Regions from separate parts of the Ovis aries genome. Here region 2 is linked to region 1. Evidence: chromatin contacts called from public Hi-C data. All regions are on one chromosome and are shown on one strand. Each heading gives the region's core, a stretch centred on a gene start, on an enhancer-like site or on the middle of the called end of the contact. The rest is flanking DNA. Distances are from core to core; before and after follow the strand shown.

Region 1 (5,301 bases), core at 1,758-4,257:
CTTAGCTGAGAAATTTGAAACTTTGTCATGAAGACAGATGTGGCCGATCGTTTTCAGGTTTGGTTAGTTTTTATTTGCTAGGGAGTGAACAGCTCCATTCTCTTTTCTCAGAGGAGTCATCTGTCTGTTGTTTCCACAGTGGCATGGCAGAGAGAAATGCTAATTTTGAAGCCCTTCCTGAAGATTGGCGAGCAAGACTGAAGAGACGAAAAATGGCTCCAAACACATAGTTTTTTACTTTTTTGTTACTGTGTGCTGGATTTTCTTTTTTTATGTTCAGTTCAGAGTCTTAACCAGTTTTACTGTTGCCAATAAACTATAAATGTTATGAGGGAGAGCATATCAATTTGCTGGGCAAGAGCATACAAAATTCCCACATTTGTGAAATGTAGTTTTTTCTGTTTTGCCAAAAGGTGTGAGGTGGCTGAACCATTTGACCTGGCTGCCTTTATTCTCACACTGGCAAACTCAGCATGTTAGGTACATTATTGTCATCAGTCTGGACGTGTGGCTCATGACACTTGTATAGAGGACTCACCGACGAAAAGGGAAGGGTTTTTCTGCCCAATAGAGGCTGTTGTAGTTCCTAGTGTGGCGCGCTCGCTCTCGTTAACATCTTCAGAACAAGTGCAATTAAGAAGGCAGCTCTATACTCTACCTTGCTTAACTGGGATTATAGGAATTTCCTTCTGACCTCTTCCTCTTAGTCTGCCACCCCTGAAGTGCTGAGGTATACAAACTCATTCATGTTGAGCTAACAGGTGGCCACACTCTATAAATTTATAGAGTATTTCTCACAAATTCTAGAACTGATAAAGATAGCTCAGTCATTGCACATACTAGGTGACAGATATAAATTTCAGTGTATGGCGGCAGCAGCAACTGTTCATGTCTTTGAGACTTTCCCCTCACACGTGGGGGTAAATGTAATGAGCCACTGTATGTATTGCTATGTCTCCATGGTCGTACCTTGGTCCAAAGTTCACCTCCCATTTAGATGTGAATGTATTCTCCATAAAATTCCAGTATTTAAAAAAGCAGTTTACTGTTCTGTACTTTCTATTGTATCACAATCAGGTAAAAGTCACTTTAAACTGAAGAAAAAGCAAATTGTGTTTTAAAGCTGTTTGTATTTCTCCAGTTTCTGACCTTGTAAATTTGTATATATGCACTAATAAAGCCTTTTTTATACTTCTGATTGGTTATCCTTTTGCTCCTGTTTTGCCTGTTACTCCCTGAAGATGTCACCAAGACTTACTTTAAGTCAGTCGTTTTTTCTAATCAAGTACGGTATAAGGCAGATACTGAAGCTCTCAGAAGAAAGAGGAGTGTCAGGATCTTGAGCCCGTTGCAGGGTGGGAGAATGGGGTTAGAAAAACAGGACTCTGGTACCAGAAAATATGGTGTGACTTAAGTATTGGAGCTTGTGGTCTATAATATTAGCTTGTATTTAGCCTACTTAAATCCTGGAAATGACAAAATGTGGTTAATAGTCTAGAAAAAAAGGGGGGCTTTATATAGTTACAAGAGTTATATATACTCATAGTCATGTAAAGTTAACCAAAGACGACAGTAGTTAAAATTTTATTCTAGTATATTTATATGCAGCTGTCTAATCAGTGTCATGTGTGCTTGTGTGTTGGTTTTTATTTATACAAAAATCGGGGTGACCATTTTGTATATAAATTGTTTTTCTTGTCATCTGCATAGAGCACATTGACGTTGAAGCCGCTCAGTCGTGTCCGACTCTTTGCGACCCCATGGACTGTAGCCTACCAGGCTCCTCCGTCCATGGAATTTTCCAGGCAAGAGTACTGGAGTGGGTTGCCATTTCCTTCTCCAGGAGATATTCCCAACCCAGGGATGAAACCCAGGACTCCCGCATTGTAGGCAGATGCTTTACTGGCTGAGCTACCACCAAGATCCTACATTTCTGGGAAAAAGGGCTATTGACTAGTCATTAAAGCTTTTCCTTTTAACTGCCTAACAGTTAACCAGATTTCTAGGAATTGTTGACAGGGACTAAGTGACTTTGTCCCTATCCTGCCAGACCAGAAACATTTTTTTGAATTTGACAGTTTGATGGTCAAAGTGTGGGTTTTACTTTGTTTCTTGTATTTTCCAATGCAGAAGGTAATTTTTCAATTCTAGCTATGGGATGGAGGGAACATAAGGTGAAGGAGGAGAAGCAGCTCCCTTTGAGTAATACCCAATAATTTTCTTAAAGCTGTTCAGTTCAGTCGCTCAGTCTTGTCGGACTCTGCGACCCCATGAATTGCAGCACGCCAGGCCTCCCTGTCCATCACCATCTCCCGGAGTTCACTCAGACTCAACGTCCGTTGAGTCCGTGATGCCATCCAGCCATCTCATCCTCTGTCGTCCCCTTCTCCTCCTGCCCCCAATCCCTCCCAGCATCAGAGTCTTTTCCAGTTAGTCAACTCTGCTCATGAGGTGGCCAAAGTACTGGAGCTTCAGCTTTAGCATCATTCCTTCCAAAGAAATCCCAGGGCTGATCTTCAGAATGGACTGGTTGGATCTCCTTGCAGTTTTGGCTGCCCCATGGAGCATGCCTTAGCTACCCACCAGGGATCCCACCTGTGCCCTGCAATGTAAGCGCGGTCTCATCAAATCACTGGACCAGCAAGGAAAGGAACAGTGGAAGTGTTAGTCGCTCAGTCGTGTCTTGACTCTTGAGACCCCGTGGACTGCAGCCTGCCAGCCTCTGTCCATGGATTTCTATAGGCAAGAATGCTGGAATGGGTTGCCATTTCCTTCCCAGGACCGGCAAGGAAGCCCCCATCAATGCAATTTCTAATCCCCGGAATCCGGGCTGCAATACTGTAATGAAAAGAGTAACAACAAAGCCTTGGTACATCAGTCGTCCACTTTCCCCTAGTTCCCCGCTCCCCCTCGGAGGTGGGGCCTCGCTCCCGGAAGCTTCAAGCCGCCCCGCCTTCCCGCTTCCGGCTCGCGGTTGCTAGGCTACCGGCGCCCCAGCCGAAAGCTGTGGCTTGGCGAGAGCTCAGCGAGCGCGACCTCGGCCGGTACGCGGCGGGGCCTATGCCTGCGGGTGGTGACCCCCCCGCCTCACTCACGCTCCTCTGTCACGGCCGGCTCCGCGCCCAACCCCTGCTGCCCCGGACAGTCCGGGGAGCCAAGGCGATAGCACCCTTCCCTCTGGCCTCCCAGGAAATCTCTACACCCCATCCCTCGACTCTCTGGGAAACCGCCCTCCGCCACTTTCCCCTGACCGGGAAACCCAGAACCCCTGAATTCCGTTTTCGGAGCCTCTCAACTTTCTTTTCCCACCCGCCTCGAGACGACTCCGCCGGACTCCCCTCCCCTTTTCTTTCACTGTCCAGCGGCGTCCTGGTGGTGGGCATCCCCCCTCAACCCGGAGAAGAAAGCATGGAGCCGGCAGGGGTCCTGGCGCCTCGGGAGGAGGAGGTCGGAAGACTAGCCGCCCTCCCAGATTCCTCAGGTGCCCACCCGGGCCTCATGGCGGGCCCTGGTTTAGAGGGAGCGGTGCCGCGTGGGAGCTGCGGAGCGGAGGGAGGGGACGGGAGTGAATGTCGGCAGGTGACTTCAGTTGTCCTGCTCTGGTTTATTTTAGCTCCTCCTATGTAATAAACCGCCCTTTTGGAAATTGGGCAGGGGCTGTTGCTGGATGCGGATGTCACTGACTGGTCTTCAGCATAGCATGCAGAAGTAACATGTTCCCAGCATTGGAAACAGAGCTAAAGCAGGAGGTCGGTACCCACCCCTCTCCAGAAACCCAGTACTGTATTCCGGTGGCACCTTTTTCTGGCTAGAGATCTTGATCAGAAAGATAGAATCATTTGCACAAATGTCTTTCACATGGTTTGTTTTTAGAAGTTCTCAGGTATGGCGTCCTCTGCGACCATGCTTGTGTGCCTTTGTTAAAAGTCAGTATTACTCTTTTAACAGGTTGTTGTAGTAATGATTATTATGAAAACGTTTTCCTGATTGAGATGGTCTGTCCTTTCACAGACTCTTCCTGATCCCTATGAAGACTTTATGTACTATCACCTCCAGTACTATGGCTACTATAAAGGTAATATCTCATTCTGACCCAGCATCAGCATCACCTTTCCTGGGTCATTGAAGTTAAGTTGTTGGATCAACTGAGAGAGTTGTGCTTGGATAAACTAATGATGAATTTTTTGAGCAGCATTAATGAGAAGTACTTCCTTTCCTCACTGCTATGCTCTGTCACTTCTGTCCGTTTATACAGAGGTCTGTCTGTCTGTCCTTGAACCAGCACCACCCTTTCTTAATGACATGACATGGCATTAAAATAGTCTTGATATCTGGAAAGAAATATCCTCCCATATTGTCGTGTTCAGAAGTGTCTTGGCTAACCTTACCTTTTTATATAATTTTAGAATTGGCATGTGATGCTTAAAAAAAAAATGGGATTGCATTTAATCTATAGATCATACTTGACAAGAAATGAGAATTTTCCAATACTACATTCTCCAACCTATTAATAGTATTTTCTAATTCTCTAATTTACTTCAGTCCTCCTTAATGTCTTCCAATAAGATTTATAAATTGTTTTCAGGGAACTGCTTATTTATATGCTTGTATAAGTGGTATCTTAAAATTTTGATGTTCTAACTTTGTTCTTGGTATTTAGAAATAAAATTTAAGTTTTCGTATTGATTTTATTTCTATCTTGTTAAACTTTCTTATTAACTGTTTCATTTTGTAAGTGATCACTCACTTGTTGAAAACTGAATTCCCAGTTTGCCAGATTCAGCAGAGCCCTCAGGACAAAGCATCTCTCACTCTGAGTGCTCTACTCCCACTCTTGAGTACTTACCCTGACTTGGTTATATAACTGCTGATTTTTTTTCTGCCAACCCAGCCCTTCCTTTCTACATTACCATATGCCTCTCAAGTCTTCTCAACGTGAAACGGAGAAAATTATGTTTAAATTGTTCACATAAATTGGAACGTGAAAGCTCTTTGGAAAATGGGTTATGTTGGTTGTAAAGGCCTGTGGTGTGGCAGGTGGTGACTGCAAGGCAGTTTGCTAGTTGTAATTGTTTGGGTGTTGACCTCAGTGTTGGATGTGATGAACTAGCCTTCAACATCTTTCACTAAACTGCCTGTTCTCAGCTCAGAGAAGCAGTTTACCAAATTCTGCTACGCACCAGCATGTTTGGAAGAATAATCCTCGATACCTGTTGAGTGGCTCTTTTGGAAAAAGAGAGGATTTGATACCGGACCGCTTGCAAAAGGAGAAGCGTCTATGTGAGTAGTAATCAGTGTCAT
Region 2 (5,301 bases), core at 1,024-3,523, 100 kb before region 1:
GTGCTGCAGCCCACAGGGTCGCAGAGAGTCAGACGTGACTTAGCAAGTAACCAACGAGAAGGCCTTGAAAAGGTCACTACATATTAGTATGACATGCACTACGGTGTACAATTTAAAAAGCTAAATTTGTGGTGGTTGTAATTAGATTATAAACACGTCCACATGCATAAATCTAAAAAAGGTTGAAAACCTACAATGAAGCTACAACATGCTTTTTAAACACTTTTTTATTTATTCTGCTGCATCAGGTCCCCATCGCATCAGGCAGATCTTTCACTGCAGTGGTAGGCTTCTTAGCTGAGGTGCTCGGGTTCAATCGTTGTGATTCACAGGCTTAGGTGGGATCTTAGCTCCCAGACCAGGGATTGAAACCTAGTCCCCTGCATTGCAAGGCGATTATTAACGACTGGACCAGCAGGGACGTCCCAAATCTACAATATATTGTTTTACATTTGACCACTGGTTCGTATTTGCAGGAGTCATAATTTGGTAAAGCATTGTAATAATTTAGGAAGGCATCTAAACCTTTTAATTCTGGACGAATTTCATGCTTGAATCTATGAAATTGCATGAGGACTAAACTTGAGAGACTTCCTATCATTCTAAAATTCCTCACTCCAGACAAATCATTTTTAGGACACTTTCTTATAAATATCACCCTCTGAAAGCATATACAGTTCCACTTATTCTGTGTTTTATGATCTTAACCTACATAGGGCTGATCTCAATTATTATCGCAACATCAAATAGGACAGGGAGACAAACCTGAACCACTTACAATACAACAGTATAACTTGTGAAATTCTTTTTTATTTAGTTAGTTATTTACTTCTGGCTGTGCTGGGTATTCGCTGCCATGTGTGGGCTTCTCCCAGTTGCAGCAAGTTGGGGCTATTCTTCGTTGTGGTTGGAACTTGCCAAATTCTTCACCAACGTTCTCTGAAAAAAACTTCTCAAGTCTTTCTCTTCTTTTTTAAAAATAATTTTATGTGTTGTTTTTGGCTGTGCTGGGTTTCTGTTGCTGCTCAAGCTTCTGTCCAGCTGCAGCGAGCGGGGTTTAACTCTGGTTGCTGGGGCTTCCCGCAGCAGGGGCTTCTCTTGTTGCAGAGCAAGGGCTGTAGGGCACTCGGGCTTCAATAGTTGTGGCACATGGGCTTAGTTGCTCCATGGCAGCTGGGATCTTCCCAGACCAGGGATCGCACCCATATCTCCCGCAAGGGCAGGCAGATTCTTAGCCACTGAGCCGGCAGGGAAGCCCTCTCTTCTTTATTTTAGCAATGGATTATGGAAAATGTGCGATTTTGTCTTGACATGAAAATATTTCACTGCACGGTGATCTTACCTGATGGGTTTCGTATTTTCTACATAACTGATAGAGGAACTCCTATACGATTGTCTTCCATCTTGCTATAAAGGTCAGGGGGAAAAAAGCAGCAAATTGGGAGAGAAACAGCCAGAGTAGTAACATCTGAAGGCTTTCAAAGTATGTTGGTTTTTTTCCCCTCCTTTCCAACTGTTTGTCTCCATCATCTTACAGCTCACAAAATGTAAAGGTTTCATTGTTGTTGGTATTCTTTGTAGGGTTTTTTTTTTTTTTTTTTTTTTTTCTCTCCAGATTAAAGTCCTATCTCTCCTTTGTTTCTCTAGGCAACATTTGACTTGCTCACTTCTGGCTTGATTGCATCACTGAGCTTTTCTTTTGGCTTAATTCTTTTCTCATTTCATCTAAAATGTCCTGCTTCATCTGTCCTAGTCCAGGCCCTCGGTCTGGACTCTGCCAGCACTGCCCTGTGACCTGGGTGCAGAGTTTGGTCTGTGTAATGAGTCATAGGGCCTGTGGTCAAAAAGATCTGATTTTTCTTCGGAGAATCACATCTGGAAACAACAGGTGACTTACTGCCATTCCTTGTATTTGTTCTTTCCCAAGGTTTTCTTGTCGGTTCAGGTGTACGGTTGAAGAGGCCTTAGAAGTTACAGGCTCTGAATCTTCATTTTTGTCCCTTTTTGTTCTGTTTCTATTGTTGATCCCTTTTCAGCAATTCTTTTCCTCCTGGCCAGCAGGGCACTCATTTCTTCCTCTAAATCAGTACCCTCGAGAGGAAGGGGTCCATTTCCACGACCATATCTCCTTTAGATGAGGCCGAATTCCTACCAAACTTCCTCCACTTGGAAAGAGGCCTTCTCCATCCGTGACACTCTGCTAAGTTTCGGGCCAGCAACTGCAGCTGCAAGTCCAGTTAAAGGGCGATTGTCTTCAGCCGTGATCCCTGGGCGGGGGGTGGGGGTGGGGGGGGGGTGGGGTAGGAATCCAGATGCAGGGAGCAGAGGAACAGGAAGAGGGGTGGAGGAGGAGGGGGTATTTGACTAGGAAGAGGTGGTGGAGGAGGTGGAGGCCCTGAGGATGGAAGTGCAGTGGGTGGAGGGGACCCTGGGGGAGGAGGGGGGCAGGACCCTGATGCCTGGGCAGGACCTGGGGGGGTAGTGGAGGGGTGGCTGGGGTGCAGGTGGTCCCATGACAATGCCCTGAGCAGCTGCCTGCAAGCCTGGCTCCGAAGCAGAGGAGGGCCCCAGCACAGAGTTCAGAGGACTCTCCACCAAGGCAGAGACGGGGGCATTTGGTATTCTCTGCTCTCGCGCCCTCTCTAGCTGCTCCTGCGCTGTTACCGTCCCCTCACCAGGTCCAGTCTCTGAAGCCTCGCCCGCTCCAGTGATCCTGATGTTCCCTCTTCTCTCTCTCCAGCTGCTCCTGTTCCAGTCGCTCCCTCCCTGGCCTCTCCCTTTCTCCCTTCTCCCTCTCCAATCTCGCCCTTTCCCTTCTTTCTCTCTCCAGCCTTTCCCACGCCAGCTCCTTTTATGGTTGCTGGGCTTGTAGCTGCCTTCTTTGAATTTCCAAATTGTGATGGGCCATTGTGAACTTGGGCAGGTAGTCGGGAATTTTGCCATTTCCTATGAATTCAACACTTCTAAGGCATGCATCAGGGCACTTGTGAAGACACTGGCATCTTCTTTGCTGCCAGAGTTGAGACCCTACACCTGTCTAGCGTCCCGCCCTGGGTGGAAGGTCTGAGTAGCTTGATTGTATTTCAACCCTTTAGGAACAATACAATTTATCCTGATCTGATGATGGTCCTGAATCTTCCTGCCCACCACTCCGAATGTGTTGCTGCCTGTATGATGATATATATGAACTCTGCTGAGCCCAGCAGAACCGCCAGCTGGCATCCACTTTTTACTGGCATCATCTTAAACCCTTACAGCAGCTCTTGCCTGACGGATATTGTTTAGTTTTTATTTTAAACATATCATATCACTCCCTTCTCCTCTGCAGTTTTTGCTGAAAAACCAGCTGAAAACCTTATGGGAGTTCCCTTGTATGTTATCGGTTGCTTTTCCCCTGTTGCTTTTAATATCTTCTACTTTTAATTGTTGTCATTTTGATTACAGTATGTCGTGGTGTATTCTTCTGTGGGTTTATCCTGTTTGAACTCTCTGTGTTTCCTGTGGGTGACTGTTTTCTTTCCCAGGTTAGGGAAGTTTTCAGCTATTCTCTCTTCAAATATTTTCTCAGGCCCTCTCTCTCTCTTCTCCTTCTGAGACCCCGATAATGTGGATCTTAGGGTGCTTACTGTTGGTCCAGAGGTTTCTTAAACTGTCCTCCTTTCTTTTTCTGCTCCACAATAGTGAGTTCCCCTACTCAGTCTTCCAGCTCGCTAATCTGCTGCTTCATTTACTCTACTACTGATTCCTTCCAGTGTGTTTCATTCCAGTCACTGTATATTGTTCAATTGTTTTGGCTGTTGTTTATACTTTCTCTTTGTTTAAAAAGCCTTCCAACTTATGGATCTCTGCATCCATTTTTCTCCCTAGTTCTTGGATCACCTTTACCACTGTTAGTCTGAACTCCTCCGGTAGACTGCCTATCCCCACATCCCTTGGTTTTTCTGGAGTTTTATCTTGATCCTTCATCTGAAACAGATTCCCCTGCCACCTCATTTTGGGTTAATTGTGTTTCTCAACTTTGGAGAAGCAGCCTTCCGTAGGAGACGTCCTATGGGTCCCAGCAGTGCCCTCCTCTCTCATCACCCAAGGGCCAGGGGCCAGCGGTCCCAGGGCAGTGTCTAGCCTGCATTTGCAGACTACAGTCTGCTGGATTGTAGCCTTCTTCCTTCTAGTTTCTGCCCCCTGGTGGGTGAGAGGCTGCTCTAGAAGCCTGTGTAGGCTTCCTAGTGGAGAGCTGATGCCCGCTGATGGGTGGGTGGAGCTGGGTCCTGGCCCTCTGGTAGGCAGGATGGTGTCTAGGGTCATGTCCAGAGGTGACTGTGGGATCAGGAAGTCTTTCGGCAACCTGTCTGCTAATGGGCAGAGCCGTGTTCCTGCCTGGGTAGTTGTCTGGCCTGAGGCATCCGGCTCTGAAGCCTACAGGCTGCTGAGTGGAGCCAGGTGTTGCTGCTAAGGACCCAAGCAAGATGCCTGCCTCAAGGAGAGTTCATGCAGAAGAATAACCCCCAAAATATCTGCCACCAGCTTTTGGACCCCAGCAGGAGCCACAGCTGCGCCCCACCACCCCAGGAGACCAAGACCAGGTAGGTCTGCTCCAGGCTCCTATGACATCATTGCTTTTGTCCTCGATCCCAGTGCACGTGAGATTTTGTGCAATCCCTTTAAGAGTTCAGTCTGTCTCCCCCGGCCCTGTGGCGCTCCTGCAATTAAGCCCAGCTGGCCTTCAAATCCTAATGCTCTTCCCGATGCCAGACCCTCGGGTTAGGAAGCCTCACGTGGGCCTCAGGACTCTCACTCCTGTGGGAGAGCGTCTGTAATACAATTATTCTCCAGTGGGTAGGGGTGACAAGGGGTTGATTATCATACATGTACAACCCTCCTACCATCTTGTTGCCACTTCTTTATGCCTTTAGATGTAGACAATCTGCTTCGGCAGGCTCCAGCCTTTTTTATCGATGGCTGTCCAGCAGTTAGTTGAGATTTTGGTGTGTCCATGAGAAGAGGCTAAGCTCAAGGTTTTTCCACTTCACCATTTTGAAAGAACTACTTTTTTTGGGAAAAAAAAATAAAGAAAGAAACATGACTACATTAAATAGGCATGTGGATTGTATGACACATTCTTATTTTTTAAGTATTTTTTAATTTTTCTGCTCAGCCATTTACTATGTAACAAAATTTTAAATCTTTTTTTATTTTTTTATACATTAAAAAAATTTAAGTATACATCATAGGAGTGAGAAAACGCAGTGTATGGAAAGCACTGTGATAGACAAGTACCTAAGAAATTATCATTGTCTGTTC

The links. Hi-C and Micro-C count contacts between places; a contact is called where the count stands out from the background.
Region 2: a Hi-C map of liver shows a contact between it and region 1, with 2.5 times the contacts expected there. The contact joins the enhancer-like site here to the promoter of AGBL2 in region 1. A contact is called at or near these places in 5 of 16 Hi-C or Micro-C datasets (hypothalamus, liver, muscle and 2 more).

What each region holds. Positions count from the first base shown.
Region 1 is chr15:76,402,204-76,407,504 of ARS-UI_Ramb_v3.0, reverse strand. It overlaps AGBL2 (AGBL carboxypeptidase 2), which reads left to right and starts at 3,007. Exons shown (of 17, transcript XM_060400103.1): 1 at 3,007-3,481; 2 at 3,614-3,749; 3 at 4,012-4,075; 4 at 5,146-5,280. The coding sequence starts at 3,714. FNBP4 (formin binding protein 4) reads left to right here. Exons shown (of 17, transcript XM_004016462.6): 17 at 140-1,198. The coding sequence ends at 230.
Region 2 is chr15:76,506,108-76,511,408 of ARS-UI_Ramb_v3.0, reverse strand. It overlaps the pseudogene LOC132657838. Among named protein-coding and RNA genes, the nearest start is that of NUP160, 14 kb to the right of the region's middle. Within about 2 kb of position 2,273, at least 9 of the 54 cell types and tissues checked have an H3K27ac peak or open chromatin away from gene starts, as enhancers often do. A contact at or near this core is called in hypothalamus and liver, where this site is marked.